Regions from separate parts of the Pan troglodytes genome. Here all the other regions are linked to region 1. A link is a contact called in public HiChIP or PLAC-seq data. All regions are on one chromosome and are shown on one strand. The core of a region is the stretch at or near the end of the contact, and the rest is flanking DNA. Distances in the headings are between cores, read along the strand shown. Region 1 holds the start of DDX54 (DEAD-box helicase 54). Region 2 holds the start of SDSL (serine dehydratase like). Region 3 holds the start of DTX1 (deltex E3 ubiquitin ligase 1).

Evidence for each region. HiChIP or PLAC-seq counts read pairs in DNA pulled down with a chosen protein or histone mark.
Region 2: an H3K4me3 HiChIP or PLAC-seq map of stem cell-derived excitatory neurons shows a contact between it and region 1, with 3 times the contacts expected there. The contact joins the promoter of SDSL here to the promoter of DDX54 in region 1. A contact is called at or near these places in 2 of 7 Hi-C or Micro-C datasets (blood and stem cell-derived neural progenitor cells) and 1 of 1 datasets of contacts at active chromatin or transcription factors (stem cell-derived excitatory neurons).
Region 3: an H3K4me3 HiChIP or PLAC-seq map of stem cell-derived excitatory neurons shows a contact between it and region 1, with 2.6 times the contacts expected there. The contact joins the promoter of DTX1 here to the promoter of DDX54 in region 1. A contact is called at or near these places in 4 of 7 Hi-C or Micro-C datasets (blood, induced pluripotent stem cells, a lymphoblastoid cell line and 1 more), 1 of 1 datasets of contacts at active chromatin or transcription factors (stem cell-derived excitatory neurons) and 1 of 1 other capture datasets (stem cell-derived neural stem cells).

What each region holds. Positions count from the first base shown.
Region 1 is chr10:120,016,789-120,019,870 of NHGRI_mPanTro3-v2.0_pri, reverse strand. DDX54 (DEAD-box helicase 54) reads left to right here and starts at 1,678. Exons shown (of 20, transcript XM_009426302.5): 1 at 1,678-1,862. The coding sequence starts at 1,689. It overlaps RITA1 (RBPJ interacting and tubulin associated 1), which reads right to left and starts at 1,359. Exons shown (of 4, transcript NM_001280118.1): 1 at 1,118-1,359; 2 at 823-954; 3 at 92-457. The coding sequence starts at 393.
Region 2 is chr10:120,246,192-120,249,273 of NHGRI_mPanTro3-v2.0_pri, reverse strand. SDSL (serine dehydratase like) reads right to left here and starts at 1,396. Exons shown (of 8, transcript XM_001153764.8): 1 at 1,167-1,396.
Region 3 is chr10:119,887,917-119,890,998 of NHGRI_mPanTro3-v2.0_pri, reverse strand. It overlaps DTX1 (deltex E3 ubiquitin ligase 1), which reads right to left and starts at 1,545. Exons shown (of 10, transcript XM_016924300.3): 1 at 1,331-1,545; 2 at 1-826. The coding sequence starts at 82.

The DNA of each region.
Region 1 (3,082 bases), core at 429-2,928:
CCAAGGTCACAGAGCAGGTGAACACCAGAGCTGTAACTGGAATCCAGGTGGCTGCACTGAGTACAGGATTTGCATCTCCCTACCCCATTACCTGTATTTGTTCTTCTTCCTTGGTGTGAGGGTGGGGGTGCTGCCCCTTGAGGGGGTGGTCTCACAGCTCCCCTTTGCCCCCAAGGCCTTCGATGCCTCCTTGCCCACGCCTCTGGTTCTGTTAGCCTTCTCCACCCAGGGCGGATCGAAGTCCGGTGGGGTAGGCCGGGTGCCTGCTGGGCTGCCAAACAGAGTCTCATCCACATATGACGTCCTGGCCTTGACCCGGTAGCCACCTCGGCAGCGGTGCTGAAGGCGGAGGGTCTGCATCCCACTGACGGCCAGCTCCACGGGGGTCTTCATGCTGCCTGTGGTCCCTGGTGACAGCAGGTGTGCTCTGCCGGCCAGGCCCTGCTTCCGAGGCTCCCTGTGAGAGGAGGTCAGAGTAGCACCCCTGAGCCACAGCAGTGCTAATGGAGGAAGACCGGTAGTGTCTGAAGTTCTCATCCCAAGGGTTTAGTTCTCTCTCAACCAGTCTCTCAAAGGGGAGCTGTCAACTTCAGGGGGCATTTTGGAAATTTCTTTGGCTTTTTTTTAGTTGTCATAATGGTGGTGAAAGCGGGGCTACTGGCAATTATTTACAGAATGACTCTGGCGGTGAAGGAGAGATGAACCTGTGTCTATTTAGGCACCAACCAGAAAACACACTATGGTGGTAGGGGAGACAGGCACTTTCCTATGTGTACTGATGGGGGTGGGGGCAATGACAGCCAGCGTGGATCCCATGCCTACCTCCTGCAAAGAGCTTTACAAGCATTGTTTCATTTAATCCTCTCAACAGCACTGTGAAGTAGCTTCGAATTTGTCCATTTTACGGATCACAAAACTGAGGTGAAGTCACATGTGTAGGTCACACCTATAAAGCTAAAACGGTGGAAGTGAAATCTGAGTCCAGAGCTTGTGTACTTGGCTACACTGCTATCGGGAGATCACCGCCGCCCCCACCGCCCCACATTCTGCGACTCCCAAATCAACGACCCGATTAAAAAGTGCCCGAGGTCCCTGCATTTTTGGGTTGTTCTCCTACCTGAGCATCTTGGCTCGTAGGCATCGGGATCCTCAGGGACCCGTCCCCGCACCTTCTTCCCACCAGGTCTGGACCCGTAGGTGAGCGCGCGGGGGCGCGCGGTGCATCCGGGATCCCCGTCAATCTGCAGCCCGGAATGCCTGGGGCCCCGGACCCCCGGCAGCCTAGGCCGTCCCGGGGCACCGCGCGCGGACGGACTCACCCGAGGAGCCGGCACAGGCTACGTGTGAACGGCCCGCGAATCCAGAAACCCAGAACCCAGCACCTAGCACCCAGCAACCAGGGAGCAGCCAGCAGCACTGCGGACGCGGCCCGGACCATTCGCGCCCGCGGATGGGGGGAGTCCGCCCTGGGGCGGGCGCCACGCTCCTGAAGCCCAGGAGGTCCCTAAACATGGAGAGGGGCCTCTGGTGCCACTCACTCAGGTGCGTGTGTCCTAGGCCGCCGAGGGCCGCAGGCACTGGCGAAAGCTCAGCGGAGGTCACGTGGTCACCGCACCTACCCCCCCCCCCACGCAGTTGGTGCGCTCCTCAGGCCACGCCCCCTTCTGCGTTCCCAGCACGCGGCCCGAATGGCGGCCGACAAGCGCCCGGCGGCCGGACCTCGGTCGCGAGCTGCCATGGCCCAGTGGAGGAAGAAGAAAGGGCTCCGGAAGCGCCGAGGCGCGGCCTCCCAGGCCCGCGGCAGCGACTCGGAGGACGGCGAGTTTGAGATCCAGGCGGAAGATGACGCCCGGGCCCGGAAGGTAGGCGCGTGGGGCTGGGACGCATGTTGGGGCCCGAGACCCGGCTCCGGGCAGCGCCTCGAGGCCTCAGTTTCCCCAGTTGGGGATTGGGCTCCGCAGAGTGTGGGGAGGGAGGCTGCCGACCCGAGGACTGGTCTTGGGACCGCCGGCCTGAGCACGTGTCTCGGGGCTTGTCAGGCTCAGGGTTCCGCGGCCAGAGCCTTGGGATCCCGGGGCTGGAGCCTGCGGGCCTTCCTGCCGGGTTTTGGTCGCGCGTCTCTCATTGGCTGCCTCCTGCTCGTGGGGCGGATCCTGGCTCCCTTTCGCCCAATGAAAAGTGCGGGTGCAGAAGATCTGACTTTGAGAGTTTGGAGCGTTCTTGGGAGGTTGAATTAAGGGGAGGCCGGACTGCGTGGCTTGAGACAGTGTGACGCCTCCAAACCTCTGGGAAACGAATTAAAACAATTTTTTTTGAGACAGAGTCTTGCTCTGTTGCTCATGCCGGAGTGCAGTTGTGTAGCCACGCCTTGCTACAGCCTCCGCCTCCTGGGCTCAAGCGATCCTCCCACGTCAGCCTCTCCGGTAGCTGAGACCACAGACATGCGCCACCACGCCCGGATAATTTTTAAATTTTTTGTAGAGACGGGGGTCTCCCTATGTTGCCCAGGATGGTCTCGAACTCCTGGCCTCAAGCAGTCCTCCCACTTCTGCTTCCCAAAGTGTTGGGATTAACAGGCGTGAGCCCGGCCAGTTTGTGTTTGTTGACCGTTTACTATGTGCCAGGCTCCATGCTAAGAGCTGTACGAGCCTTATTATTTAATCCTCACACCAACGTTGTGCTACCACCACCAGCAACTGTCATCTTCATTTTTCTACAGGAGGAAACTTAGGCCTAGAGGGTTAAGAAATAGTCAAAGGCCTGGTGTAGTGGCTACACGCCTGTAAACCCAGCACTTAGGGAGGCTGAGGTGGGAGGATTGCTTGAGGTCAGGAGTTCAAGATCAGCCTGGGCAACATAGGCAGACCCCGTCTCTACAAAAAATTAAAAAATTAGGATGGCCGCGGTGGCTCACGCCTGTAATCCCAGCACTTTAGGAGGCTGAGGCAGGCGGATCACCTGAGGTCGGGAGTTCAAGACCAGCCTGGCCAACATGGTGAAACCCTGTCTCTACTAAAAATACAAAAATAGCCGGGTGTGGTGGCATGTGCCTGTAATCCCAGCTACTCGGGAGGCTGAGGCA
Region 2 (3,082 bases), core at 147-2,646, 230 kb before region 1:
CAGCTTCCTGAGTAGCTGGAACTGTAGACATGCACCACTGTATCCGGCTGATATTTTAATTTTTATAGAGATGCAGTTTTGCTGAGTTGTCCAGGCTGGTCTTGAACTCCTGGCCTCAGGTAAATCTCTTGTCTCTGCCTCTCAAAACACTAGGATAACAGGTGTGAGCCACCTGTTGGCTCACAACAGATGAGTCATTAACTCACCATTGACTCCATTTTATAAACAGTGAACCTGAGGTCCAGAGAGATTAAGTAACTTATCCAAGTTCACACAGTTAGAAACAGCATAGCCAGAATTCACACCAGGCAGTGTCTTTGGCATCTGTGCTATTAACCGCGATGCTATACTTTCTCTAATATACTAGTGTTATCGTTACTATTATGAAAGCTGCATGCATTTAATATTTATTGCCAATTGTCCTTTGGAACCAAATGCTCCTGGCTCAGTTTCCAGGCTTCCCCAGCCCTCTTGGTTATACTGACTCACAAGAGGACAGCAGGCATCAGTTAAATGAAAAAGCCCCAAGTTGCCAACAGCCTTATCAACCCCAGACCCCATCAGGCACCTGAGGTCTGGGACTGAGCTGTCTTGGCCCAGGGACACACAGCTCTTGTCCCGTATGGCAGCCACCAGGGCTGAAATGGGGGACCTGGGTCTCCCTGCTGTGGAATAACCCAGGGGAAAGCAGGGGGCTCAGGCTCAGGTCCCAGTCATGCCAACCTTGGCCAAGTCACTTTTGTCACTGGGCCTTACCTGTCACATCTATGAGTTGAGGTAAGGACCACCAGTGCTGTCCACCTCACTTGTCCCCAAAGCCTTTCCCCAGAGGCCACCTTGGTGGCACTCCACAGCCAAATCCCTGGTGCCAGGGCTGGGACACCTCAGGCTGGCCCCTTGGCTGGCAGAATGCCCAACCCTGCCCCTCTGGCAGGCAGAACCCACTCTCGCCCTTCAGGGTCCCCAGCACAACACTTTCTTCTGCAGGGCACCCTGAATTCAATCGACATTCCCAGGAGGGCCTAGACCACGCTCAGGCCCTCTCACTCCCACCTGCTCAGCTTGGACTTTGCCCAAAGCCTCCCAAACTCCTGCAGCCTCTCATCAGCCTCTCATTCACACACACACTGAGCCCCAGGGGCCCCAGCTGGCCCCAGACCCCTTACCTCCCTGCCCAACTATCCCAGACCAGCGTGGCCCCAGCTCCTGCCCTCCAGCCCGGGAACCAGCTCTTTCCAGGAACCGGCTCTGTCCAGTTTCAGGCAGCTTCCGGCAACCTTGGCCCCTCCTCCTTTGTTAAAGAGAAAGCTCCAGACCCTAAGCCTCCGGGTGAAGACGGAGGAGGAGAGGGGATGAGAGCAACCCTCACTGCTTTCCCGGGCACTGCCTATGACTCATGCACCACCCTGTCTCATTTGACAGATGAGCAAACTGAAACTCAGAAAAGGGAACTTATTTGGCCAAAGCTTCCCAGACAGCAAGGGGCAGAGACAGCCTTTACCCCTGGCCCTGGGCCATCTCTTCCGGGATGCAGGCATCTCCATGTCTTCTCATTTTAGGTCTAGTGATTGTCCCGGATGCTGAACCACTGTTGGGGTCAGCTTAGGTCTGGGATGGGAAAACAAGGACAAGGGAACTTTTTTTTTTTTTTTTTTTTTTTTTTGAGACACAGTTTCATTCTTGTCCCCCAGGCTGGAGTGCAATGGTGCGATCTTGGCTCACTGTTACCGCCGCCTCCTGGATTCAAGCAATTCTCCCACTTCAGCCTCCCGAGTAGCCAGGTTTACAGGCACCCACCACCACGCCAGCTAATTTTTGTATTTTTAGTAGGGACAGGGTTTGACCATGTTGGCCAGGCCAGTCTCGAACTCCTGTCCTCAGGTGATCTGCTTGCCTCTGCCTCCCAAAGTGCTGGGATTACAGGCGTGAGCCACTGCACCTGGCCAAGGAAACAATTATTATAATTATTATTTGTGACATGGGAAAGGTATATTTTTGTCTGAAGCACCTCTCCGTCTCGGGTATTTTACACGCAGCATGAGAACCCAAGCAATTATTTGCTACTCAGATAAATGACTGACCATTCATTCATTCATTAAATGTTTATTGGACACCTACTATGTGCCAATCCCTGGAACTTTGGCCTCAAACAAAATAGCATGTCCTCTGCCTTCACAAAGCCCTTAGAGAGGGCCATTAGAGAGCACTTATTAGTGCTATCAGATGTTAGCAGCTGGCAGGGTGGGGCAGGGCTGTGGAACCCTGAGCAGGCACCCCGCCTGGCCCTGGGGGGCTGGGGAGGCTTCCTGGAGGAGGGGAAGTCTGAGTGGAGCCAGGAGTCAGGCACAGGGAGTGCAAAGGTCTGGAAATGAAAAACATGATATATTCCAGGGTCAGGGAAGTATCCAGTGGGGCTGGGAGGGAGAAGGCAGGGGTGGGGAAGCAAGTGGGGTTGAGGCTGGAGATGTGGGCAGAGATCAGAGTCCACAGGGATGCCTGTACCAATCCAGAGTTTGGACCTTACCCAGGGGCACTAGGGAGCCACAGAAGGCTTTAGGTGGGGGGAATGACATGGTCAAATTCATGTCTTGTCTCTGCACCATCTCACTGGGTGAACCTGAGCAGCTCGTGCCCATCTCTGGGCCTCAGTTTCCCTATGTGGAAAGTGGGAACAGGAAGACCTGGCATCACAGATGTTGTGTGTCCTTCTTGGGCTGTTTCTGATCTCCCCAGGTTTGATGATTAACTCCCAGCCACTTGGGGTTAGATGGAGCTGCTTGGCCGTGATCCTTAATGTGGACTCTGGCAAGTTTCTACCCATACTCGCTTTAGACACACACCCATCCTTGTTGGGTGCCTTGTCCTGGACTGGGCACTGGGGACACAGAGGTGATAAAATCCAGTTTGTGCCTTGAAGTGGCCCCCAGCATGGAGGGGAGAGGAAGACACCCAATTCGGTAGCAACAATAACACCTCCTAAGATGACAGAGGGCAGAAAGTCCCCATAGGGTAGCTGGGGATGGGGCAAGATCAGGGAGGGCTTCTTGAAGTAGGCAGAGACTCAGCACACAGCTCAGACTTT
Region 3 (3,082 bases), core at 296-2,795, 130 kb after region 1:
ACACCACCACCCGGGCCACGTTCTGCGGTGGGAAGCCCAGACCATTCACAGGCATCAGCCCACCGTGGCCTGGCCGTGACATGGCCGCCACTGCCTCAGGGGCCAGGTCCCCCACTATTGCAGGCCCAGCTCCTCCTGGGCCTGGCAGCAGGCGGCAACTTCCTCTCTCCCCAGGGGGACAGCAAGGACCGTCTGGCCTCCTTTCTAACTCTGGGTTCTCTCTGAGGCCTAGAGACCTCCGTTAAAGGAATGTGGGATGGCCATCCAGGCTGCAAAGACCCCTTCCCGGTAGAGCCTTCTCTGATAAAGGGTGCTGCCCTGGAAAGCAAGTGTCTCTCTTACGCCGGAGGAAACAGCTCTAAAGTCCTTGGCCCCCTCGGCTGGCTCAGGTAGGGAGTGAGGCAGCCGCCCCTGTTCGAGGTCCAGCCTCTTCCGTGTTGTCTCTTGGTCCCTCTTCCCCGCCAGACAGGGCCTGTCACCCAGGAGGCCTGGGCCACAGCCTGCTGCTCCTGCGGCTCTCAGCCAGCCCTTTGCACTCCCAACTGCGTCCCAGACCCTGCGCCCGGCTTCAGTGGGGCTTCTCGCCTCCCTCCGGTCTGGGCCCCCTTCTCCGACGGCTCCTGCCGAAGGGGGCGTCCCTGCCCCCTTGTTCCCTCTCCACGGTGTCCTGGAAGGCCTGGGTGGCCGCAGAACGCACGGGGGAAGGGTGCGGCGTGGACCCCCGGGCGGCGCGCCTGGACTGCGGCTCCGGAGCTGGGCTGGGGGACGAGGGGGACGAGGGGGGCGGGGGCCCGTGGGCACGCCCCACCCCACTCGTGCTCGCGACCTGCCAGGAGACAAGAGGGGAGAGGGCCCTTTAAGAAGAGAGCACAGCACCCCCTCCCCCCTTCCCAGGAGAGCATTCGGCTGAGAACAATGGGGAACCGAAGGGGGACAGCAAGGGGGGCGTACGGGGTCGCCCCGCCCGCTTTCCCTTGGGGCAGGCCTGGAGGGAAGGCTGGGGCCGGGGGCGCGCTTTTCCGAGACTCTCCGCCTGGGGGGCGCCCTCCTTGGCTCCCGGAGCCTTCCCTTCCCCCGGGGCCCTCGCCCTGCCGGGGGGATGCCGGGTGCGCTGGGGTGCGCCGGGAAGCACGGGGATGCGCGGCGCTGCAGGCGCGGCCCAGGGCCCCTCGGGGGTCGCGTCGCGGAGGGGGCGAAGCCAGGAGCTGGATCGTCTCTGCCTCCCGCCCTGGGGGTAACAGCCCCGCTTCCCCAGCCCAGACGTCTCCGAGCCGCTCGCGGGCCCCCAGCGGGAGCCGGGGGTGGGGTCCCTAAGCACCCGCGTTCTCACCGCCTCTCTTCGTCTCCGGCTCCGGCTCCGGCTCGCGCTCCAGCACCGCCGCCTCCTGGACTCCCCCCGGAGTGGGAGGGAGCCGCGGTCCCGCCTCCGCGCCCGTTCCCTCCCAGGCCCCTCGGCCGCCGCGCCGAGCTTTCCGCGCGTGGACAGACTGCCCGGCCGACGGACGGACGCAGGAGCCGGCTGGCGGCCGCCGGGATCCCGCGGGTGGGAGGAGGCCTCGGCCGTGCTCCGGGAGGGAGAGGGGAGGGGGCGGAGGAGGAGGAAGGGGAGGAGACAGATCGCGGCCCTGAGCGCCACCGGCGCTGACACGCGAGTCTCGGGGCGCCCCAAATCCTCGGCCAGGCCCTCCCGAGACCCCAGGGGGCCTTCTGACTCCGAGCAGAGCGTGAGGCAGGGAGTGGGGTGTTTAGGAGTCACCGGCTTGAATCTTTGTCATCTTTATTTCCAGTCTCCCAGTCCAGGGCCTGGCACTGAATAGGTGCTCAATAAATGCTTGAATAAATGAATAAGATCCAGAGACTGTCTAAAGAAAGATCTTGAAGCATTCAGAGCTAGCCTCCTTTCCTCCTCTAACTATTCCTGGGGGTGGGAGGGTGCTGACAAGGCCTGATTCAGACTCAGATGGAACCGTGGAATCCGAAGAGTACAGATGAGGATACTGAAGCCAGAGAGAGTAAGACCCAGGCCCAGGATCACAAAAGCTTAGAGCGATGCCCAGACACCAACCTCGATCTGAATCTCCTGCCAGTACCCAGTTCCCAGCCCTGAGCCCACTTCCCCCAAAGCGCCCACCTGCTCCAGGTGAGAGGGGTGGGACCAGGGGAGGGGACCCTGGCCAGGAGGTGAGATCCTGGAGGAAGAGAAGGGCAGGCCCTCTGCCATGTCATTCACAGCCACCTGCAAACAACTGGTGCTCAATAAATGGTGGGTGAGCGTTGGTTGGATGGAAGGGAAGGCTGGAAATGGCAGCGGCTCAAGTGTTAACGGGATGGCCAGTCCCTCTGTCCTCCAGCAAGCTGGATGCAGCTGAGACACACATTGGCTGGGAGGGGGGTGGACCACCCGGGGCCTGTGGGTGTTTAGATTGGGGAAGATGAAGGATGCGTCCGGGAACTCCAGCCTGGGTGGCTGACGGGGGTCAGTGGCCTGTTTGGGCGCCTGCCCAGAGCAGCCCACGCCTGCCTCCCCGGGGCAGATGGGGATACACTAGGCAGGGTCAGGGGCAGGCTGCTCAGGGGTGCTTTCCCAGAATCCAGCTCTGGCTCTCCGGCCAGCTGGAGGGACCTCCCCTCCCCAGGCCCCTGCTCTGACCTGCAGCCCAGTGTTGGATGGGCTTTTTCAGATTGGGTCAATGATTCTGCTTGCTTTCACCTGCTGTAGACTAAAGAGAGAGGCTTTGCATAGGGCAGGGCCAAGTCTGACGATACTCCCACAGGATCACTGAGGTCTGGGATTTTAGCCTAAGGTCCCTGGATGGGCTTCTGGGGTCCATGAAGTCCCCCTCTCCCATTACAGGCAAACTTGTGTGTCGAGGCATTGTGTGTCTTGTATGTCTGGGAAGAAGGGCTCTGGCTGTCAGCAGATTCTTCTCACAGGAGACTGTGACTGAACGGATTCAGAGCAGGTGCTCAACCACCTTATATTGTAGAAGGATCTGGGGATCCCACAGTGGAGAAGAGATTGGCTCAAGGTCACATGGTGATTTAGCAGCAAATTAGAAAGAAGAACTCGTGTCTCTGGACT